Regions from separate parts of the Sus scrofa genome. Here region 2 is linked to region 1. A link is a contact called in public HiChIP or PLAC-seq data. All regions are on one chromosome and are shown on one strand. Each heading gives the region's core, a stretch centred on a gene start, on an enhancer-like site or on the middle of the called end of the contact. The rest is flanking DNA. Distances are from core to core; before and after follow the strand shown.

What was found. HiChIP or PLAC-seq counts read pairs in DNA pulled down with a chosen protein or histone mark.
Region 2: a contact with region 1 is called in an H3K27ac HiChIP or PLAC-seq map of alveolar macrophages. The contact joins two enhancer-like sites. A contact is called at or near these places in 2 of 47 Hi-C or Micro-C datasets (brain and embryonic fibroblasts) and 1 of 2 datasets of contacts at active chromatin or transcription factors (alveolar macrophages).

What each region holds. Positions count from the first base shown.
Region 1 is chr7:8,554,442-8,558,578 of Sscrofa11.1, forward strand. The region is part of intron 2 of HIVEP1 (zinc finger protein 40); the gene reads left to right. Among named protein-coding and RNA genes, the nearest start is that of HIVEP1, 41 kb to the left of the region's middle. Within about 2 kb of position 1,725, at least 39 of the 83 cell types and tissues checked have an H3K27ac peak or open chromatin away from gene starts, as enhancers often do. A contact at or near this core is called in alveolar macrophages, where this site is marked.
Region 2 is chr7:8,700,449-8,704,585 of Sscrofa11.1, forward strand. No RefSeq gene overlaps it. Among named protein-coding and RNA genes, the nearest start is that of EDN1, 50 kb to the right of the region's middle. Within about 2 kb of position 1,718, at least 16 of the 83 cell types and tissues checked have an H3K27ac peak or open chromatin away from gene starts, as enhancers often do. A contact at or near this core is called in alveolar macrophages, where this site is marked.

The DNA of each region.
Region 1 (4,137 bases), core at 475-2,974:
GGAGCCAGTGGTAGTTGACCTCCTCACGCAGCTGTGGGGTGACCGTGCCCGTGTCTGTGTTTTCTGTGTTTGGGGGGGTGTGTAAGGCTCTTGCACAGACCTGCATGCCAGGTGCTCTGCCTGAATCGATTGCTTCTCTTTCACTAACTGTAGATTACTAAAAATCCAACAAGTGCTTTTCGATATATGAAGTTCACCCAGTTCTCTGTTAAAAAAATCGAGATATTTTTCTTCCTGCTACCCTGGGTAGAAATTCATGTAAAAAAAAAAAGATGGAAGTATGATTTACAGATGATTCAAGGTTATTTAAAAACAAATTAAATTTGTGGCTATATAATTAATGCGTGTATTCCTGGCAAGTTCGAGTAGCTGTATTGAATAAACTCCCTTTTTCTAGCTTGCCCTATTTGGGATTTCAACAGTTGTTATTTTGTAATGAGGGAGCATTCCCTTTGTGAAATTTTGCTTCCTTTATACATGTAACTGTTAAGAGTGAGGCAGAGCTGGAATTTGACGAGTTGGTTTGTGACATTAAAATGAGGATGTAAACTCGGGCATCAGCTGGGAGGATGCTAACTGGGGCTGTCATGGGCTCCTGGGTCCCGGGTGCAGGTCAGCACACATGGCGTGTCTGGCCTTAGCTCCCGGGAAACCTGAAGCCTCTGCCTGACCTGCCGGGTCTGGGCCTCTCACCTCTAACCTGTCCGAACACTGACCCGGGGACGTGCCCTGAACGCAGGGCCCCTGGTCCCCCAGCCTGCGGTGGGGGTGCTGACTTTCAGGCATCACATCTCACTTTCCCAACTGATTCTCTGTGTGGTAGATAAGCCGCATTTAACGTGTGTGTGTGTGTGTGTGTGTGTGTGTGTAAAGGTCCTGCCAGCCACAGGTGCCTGTGAAAGACCAAATGCTTCATCAGAGGAGCCAGCCACATTGCTGTGGCTCTGCCGTAGACGGGAGGTTACAGCTCCGATTGGACCCCTAGCCTGGGAACCTCCATATGACGTGGGAGTGGCCCAAGAAATGGCAAAAAGACAAAAAAAAAAAGGTTTGTTCTTTCATTTTTGTCTGTGTGTGTGTATAAAATAATTCGGCAGTGAAATTTGAAAGTGTAATAGGTGCATATGTGCATTGGCCTGCGCTTTGCATTTCCAAATGGAAGGAAACAGCCTGGTTGCAGCTTACACCTGAGCGTGCCGCTGCAACCAGCTTTGTGTTTGTTTTTCCCGGGGAAGGGCGGCTGTGGGGGAGCCCAGCGCAGGAGCCGGTATTTCTGAGGTCGCCTTATTGGAGGGGCTGAAGTTTTTCTCCTCTCTCCCCCTTCCTGCGTGTGCGCTTTCCTTGCTGTGGTTCCCTTCCCTTGCCGTCTCTTCTCGCCCGTCATTAGGCTTCAGCAGCCTCAGGCGAGAACCTCGGTGGCTGTGACTGGGCTTGTCTACACCCTTGCCCGGATCAGTTGGAGGAGGAACTGCCGGCTCTGCCTTCCAGATGGGTTCAGACCCCGCGTGCGGGGACTTTCCGCCGATGGCGCCGGTGTGATCAGCCGGCCCGGCTCTGAGGCTGCGCGGCTGTAACTCACCGTGACCCGGGCTCCGGGGCGAGGGCAGCCTTTGGAAACTACCTTCCAGTTGTGCAGCGTGTTGCACGAGTAAAGAGATGGCCTCTGACGGCAGCCAGACCACAAGATAGCCATTCAGATTACGCATGTATCTGTCTGTTCTTTTCCTCTAGTTTTGTTTGACCCCACGAGGGCACTCGTCTGAATAGTGACACGTGTCTTCCTAGGAGCCCAAAGTGGGCGGATGCGTGTTCAGAGGGACGACTTCGTGTAGCAGGATGTGCTGTTCGAGGACTTGTGTTTGTACATGTTCATTTTCTTAAACATCGTTTGAAAAAATGAATGTTGTAAATATCCTGCCCGTGGTACATCAGGTGGTTACAATTTTGTCTGATCCTTAGCGGATCTACATACAGTTGTTTGACAGTTTAAGGAGTGCTTTTGGGAAGAGCTGACACACTGACCCTCCCCTCTGGGCCCAGTCTCTGACCTCCGTCATCTCTTTCAGGAATTCAAACTGTCTCGTGAGGCAGATGGTCCCACTTAACTTTTGGTTTGGTTTCACTTTCTTTTTCTTTCTTTCTTTCTTTTTTTTTTTTTTTTTTTGATGGCAAAGCTGAGGTATGGGGCTGAGAGCAGCGTCACTTGGCCTGGTGTCACCAGCCACCAGGATGGAGGCTCAGTTTGTCTGAACACAAAACCCTCCCATCCCCTGTGCACAGTGTGGCCCCAACTTAACTTTCTTTTCTTGTCCTAAAATGAAACCCAAGAATGGCATTTCAGCAGCTTAAGACTAGGTAACCACTTGTTAGCTAGAAATGTAGGTTGACATAACAGTTGTTAAAATGCATGCAAAATGGAAATATTAGGTGAAGGCTTGTAGCAGTTGCTCAATAATATTTGGAGTAAGAGGTGGGGAGTCTCATTTTAAGAATAATGTTTAAAATCTAGTTTTTTTCAATAATTTGATTTTCATTACAGGAAAATCTATTTCTTATATTTGGGCCATGTCCCTGATATATTTGACAGCTATAATTTTTCCCTAGATTAGAAGACTTTCTGTGCAGCTGCTTTAATTCACATACCCATTTGGGGGACGCAGTCTGAAAGGGTATGTGTCTAGAGAATAGGGTGTTTCAGAATGCTAGTCTGCCTGAGACAAGATATACAATTATTACAAATATTTTCTAAGATGCGTTTTGTGTGTGTGTGTGTTGGAATTTTCCGTGGCAGGTCTAGTCAAATTTTACTTGCTGCTCTTTGCACATTGAGATGTCCTGTCACTTTATGGTTTGTTTATAAGAAGAGGGTGGAGTTTTCTCCTGGTCAAGTTAGAAGATAAAAACTTACCAAGGAAAAAAATAAGAGAAACAGCATAGAAATATGTTATAAGCTCTGGGAGAAAAAAGATTGTCATAGGAAAACATTTTTAATTATAAACGAACTCAAATGTTTGGATAGAACAGAAAACAGAAACTGCAAGACCCATCAGGTTCTAAAGCCCTGGGAGATGGTGGGTGGGGGGAATTGTCAGACTCCCCAGCCCTAGGTGAGGGCAGAGCCGATGCCACATCTTGAGCGAAACCAGTGTGTTGGTGGCAGGCGGAGGAGTGTGGGTCATATACTGCTTCAGCTGGGATGTGTTTGGAAAGAAAACACCAGTTCTCCTCTCCCAGGTTTATCAAACCCCAGCCAAAACGAGAGGTGACGTACGTGTCTCTTGTTAGGACACACAGCTCCGTTGTTTGGTGGCTTCCCTTTCTTTGCTAGAATAAATACTGTTATGATGACTATTTGGGTGCACAGTGCTTGTTCCATATTTAAGGTAATTTTTTTCCCATAAAGAATCTCCTGAGTTGGATAACAGAAAGAACATATACGCGTTCAACCTTCGCCATTAGAAGTAAGGGCTACGTCTTGTTAGAATCAGAAAATATGGGTGACTTTCTTCCTGCATTTCAAGAAGAGTCTACTCTACTTGAAAGCTAATAGCTTTCAAACTCTCATAGCCCTTAGCTTTCAGCAGGGTCCGCTTTGTATGCAGTTCACTTTCATCTGATGCTGCTTTAGTCGGCTGTGATGCCAGTCTGAGGTATTTTGGAGCATTGTATTTGGTTCACGCCTTTATCTGATGACTCTAAGTAATTAGATTGATACCCGTGTTTATGCTCTGGAAATTAAGATACGAAGAATAGAATATAGTTGATCTTTCTCTCTTTGTAGGTAGATTTATCAAAAAAAATTTGTTAATAGATGTTTCTTGCAGAAAATTTGCAAGACTCACATGTAGAAATTATAGTAACTCATAACTGTATCATCCAGAAATAACTACTGGCAACTCGATGTATTTCATATGTGTGTGTATGTAGACTATATACATGCATATTTATACATACACACACATGAACATATAATTCCATAAGTGTGATTTTAAAATGTAGTTGGGATCATATACTCTGTATTTTGTGGTGCTCACCTTTAATGACGGTTGTCACTAGTGTTTCTCAGTGTCATTAGAATTCCTTATAGACATTGTTTCAAACGACTACATGATACTGCATCATATTACTTTGCCATAA
Region 2 (4,137 bases), core at 468-2,967, 150 kb after region 1:
TTCCAAAAAAAATCTGTAGACTCAAAACCACAGAGAAGGCATTAGCACATGTATTAAAGAAAGGGTAACATCTGGACATTTTCTCTGAGAGAACAATTCTTCACCATTTTAATGTAATCTCTTAGAATATAACATCTAATATACATATATTACATATTATAATAATATATAATAGATATTATTTTATATGTATATCAATATGTGTCTTAAAATACATTATATATCTTAATATATGCTGTCTACATTATATATATTTTATACACATATATATATATATGATTTCTGGTGACGTGATCGCAGTCTCCATAAATGCATATATCTGACTAGATCCCTGGGAAGTCTGTTCACATTTTTAGTAATTGAGTTTATTTTTTTCACCCAACAATAAAATGTCCAGTATCAGATAAGTAAGGGTCATATGATTCTCAAATAGCAGGACCAGAGTGCTCATAAAATTCGAAGAAGCTGAGTCAGATCCTTTCAAAAGGACAAATGCAGCTCTCGTCCAAATTCAGTAACTGGTGGAAGGCAGCAAACTTGCCTTGTCTTTTCTCTGAGCCAAGTGGCCTGGTGCTGTCCTGCTCATCTTGCGTCCCCTGTGCCTTCCACCATGTGTTCGGGGTTTTATTAGAAGAAAAATGTATGAATTTCTTAATTAAAGTGAAAGTGAGTCTACGACAATGAAGTTGATGTGCAGTTGCCCCGATTTTCTCACTCAAAATACAACGGGACTGAAGGAAACTGCTCGAAGAGGTTTCTTCGTGGGGCAGCTGGTTGACCGCAGGTGCTGTGACTCGGGTGCAGGCCGTTTCGGCATTTTACAGGGAAGGTTGTTGGGCGCAGCCTGAAAAGCAATGAGAAAATCAACCGAATGTTCTTGGAGCGGCTGGCGGCAAACTTTCTTTTCTTTGCCTCTGTTCTCATTAGGGGAGAGAGGGGGCAGGTCACTTTCAGAAGGATTAAAAGGTCAGAGGAGTTGGTAAAGACATCAACACAAGCCTTTAGAAAGCTGTTATCAGAGGATCAGCTAGAAAACTAGCTTCAGGCTAATCCTCTGCCTGGATCCAAAGAAAACCTCCCCCCCTTTCCCCATTGTACAGGTCCTCCCACTTTGCCCTGATGTCTTAGCCCCCGTTTGCAGGATCTGGGTTCTTCTCTCTGCAGCGCTCTCCCTCTCTCTCAGTCCCATCTCGTCTCCGAGCCAAGCGTTTCCTCACTCCATCCTCTTCCTGCCGTTCCCCACCTTCCCACTGTCTTTGCTTGCTTTTGTCTTGGATCCCCCTCAAAACCCTCCCAGCCTCCGCAATAGCCCCAAACTTAGCTGATGCAGGGAGAAAGGAGCCTGACTTCCAGGTTGCTGGGATTGAAGAGGACGTTAGAAACCATCTCCTCTACCTGCCTTCCTGGCTCACCATTTGACAGGTGAACGGCATTCAAGGAATCGCCCCAAGTCACACAGCCAGGTAGTGACGGAGCCTGGCCTCAGCCCCAGAACTGCTAATTCCACATTGTCTCTCAATGATGGCTACACACTGGCTGCAAAGTCCTTTAGCTACTGCTCTACGAATCCAAGGGAGTTAACCCAATGGGCAGGATGGCTCTTGTTGGTGGGATGCTAACTCAGTGAGACCCGAGGGTGTGCATGTTGGCAAGGTGCACACTAAGAGGTGTGGGCGTCTGCTTTACACACAGAACCTCATGATCTGTACTCACGCCCAAAGCCTTCCGTCACTGCGCTACAAGGGGGAAGTGGTCTGGTCCCCACTGCAGGGTGGAGGACACCAGGACACCCTCCTTCGCTTTCTCATCATTGCACCCTGTGAACCATTGCTCAGCAGGGGACTAAGACAGAAATCGGGGGAAACCACCTAACACGTGTGTAGGTTTGTCAGAGGTTTACATAATGCGGTAGAAAAAGAAACCAGATACAGGCATCAGCTTTGCTGAAGCTATCTTCCCCTTCCTCCCTGGCAGAGACAAGAGGGACTCGGTTCTCCATGGGCGCCCTGTGCTCCTTGCTCATAGGTTACAGAGGGCGGGAGCCTACCTGGATGCTCGTATCAGGGTTAGGAAGTTGACGCTTGATAATGATGCTGAATGCACTTGGCTATTCACTTGTATGGTTGGAAAAGCCTCCTCTTATCAAACTTTAGAATAAAGCACCCCCTTGTGGTCTGACGCATTTATTAAAGTAGCAGAATCTGAGAGCTAAAACGGGAGATGCTCCCTCAGCCGTGGCAGAGAAGCGGAGGTCTGAAGGCTGCCTCCAGGGAGGGAGGCAGGAGACCCAGAGTGTCTTTCCCCACCTTCCGGGGGTTCTCAGACCTGGTGACAATGGCATCACCTTTCATGGGGGCGTGAGTTTCATGTTTCTGACACCAAAATACTATGTTAATAGTAACAAGTTTAATCCCTTCAAAAAAATCACAGGGTAACGGGTCTTATTTCAAATTTGGAGGTTGAGGTTGAGGTCATGGAGCGACCCAATCACATGCTTGGATTGGAAGTCAGACCCTTTTGACATAAAGTCTCTGCTCCTAACCACTGTTCTGCTGATCCCCCAAACCAAGGCCAAGAGCAGGGCCCACCTCAAAGCTCTCTCTTCTGGGGGCTGTGGCTCCAGGCTTTAAATCCAATCAGAAGCCGCTAGAGTCTTCCCTGAAATTCCTGTGGGGTGCCAGAAGCACCCCATTCCCCAAGGTGTCTGTGCTTAAGGAGAGTCTGCTCTTAGCGGTGGAGGCTTCACTGGTGCCATCCTCTCTCTCTCTGAGATGGCCAGAGGTGAGGGGTTTTGAGGGTGGCCAGACAGCACCTGAGCAAGTGGCCAGACTCAACAACATTTCACAAAGAAACACAGCCAGGCAGAGATATTTGGCAAATACTCATTTGCACAATTATAGTGCTTTCCCCCAACCTGGGTATTATATCTTCTTTAAACAGTAATTATTTTTCACATAGAATTTGTTTTAAAGGGGGGAGGGTCGGGGTGTCTGTCTGGCTAGTATGTAAGGTGAGGAGGTAGCAGCAATGCGGGTAAAATCCTACGAGAAGGGAGACTCTGCCCCAGTCCTGGGCCATGGCAAGTGACCTCGTAAGGATCTTTGGGCAAATTACTTCTTTGTCTCAGGGTCTCGGTGAGCTCATTTGGAGACGTGGGGGTTGCATGTCACTGAAAGGTAGATGGTTCTAAAGCAGCCCGCAACGCAACTGCAGAAAACCTGAGTCAAGATTCTCGGTTTTCTCCATTTCCTGTGAAAGTCTGTCGTCCTGGGCTTCCTTCCTATTCTCAACCGAATCTGCTGCTGACTTTAATAACACGATGACTTGCACCCAGAGATGCTCACTAGCATTTTCTAAGAATGATGATTTGGGGCGGAGATGTGTGTCTCTGTTTTTCCGAAGGAGATACATCAACAGAGTTCATGACTTCCTGGTCCCTTTCCCTCCACCAAAAAAGAAACCCCTAAAGGGTTTTAAAGTTCTATAAAAAGAGGAAGCACAGAAACGGGTCTGCTTTCCATGGAAGGTTACTGTGTGACACCAAGACGGTGCCTGTTTGTTTCAAAGCTGCTCCTCTTCTGCTTCCTTGCTGGGCTCTCGTTCTGGGAGGTCTATTGGTTGAGCTCTTCTTTGAACGGATCATCTGTACTAGAGGAGACCCTGGAACAGGACTGTCCAGTAGCACTGTCTGCAGTGCTGAAGATGGACTCTGTGCTCGGCAGGGTGGCAGTCCGTAATTGGAGGTGACAACCGAGCATTTGAGATGTGGCTCGTAAGAGCAATGGACTGGATGTTTCAATTTATTTGATTTCAAATCATTTGAATTTTATTTTATTTTATTTTATTTTATTATTTTATTTTATTTTATTTTGTCTTTTTCAGGGCTGCACTGCTGTATATGGAGGTTCCCAGGCCAGGGGTCGAATTGGAGCTACAGCTGCTGGCCTACACCACAGCCACAGCTATGCCAGATCCTTAACCCACTGAGGGAGGCCGGGATTCGAACCTGCATCCTCATGGATACTCGTCAGATTTGTGCCCGCGGAGCTGGCTGCCACATTGGAGAGCACCAGTCTTTGACATTGCTGTCATACAGATCTGTGTTGCAGACATTGTGGTTTCTCCTGGACATTAAGC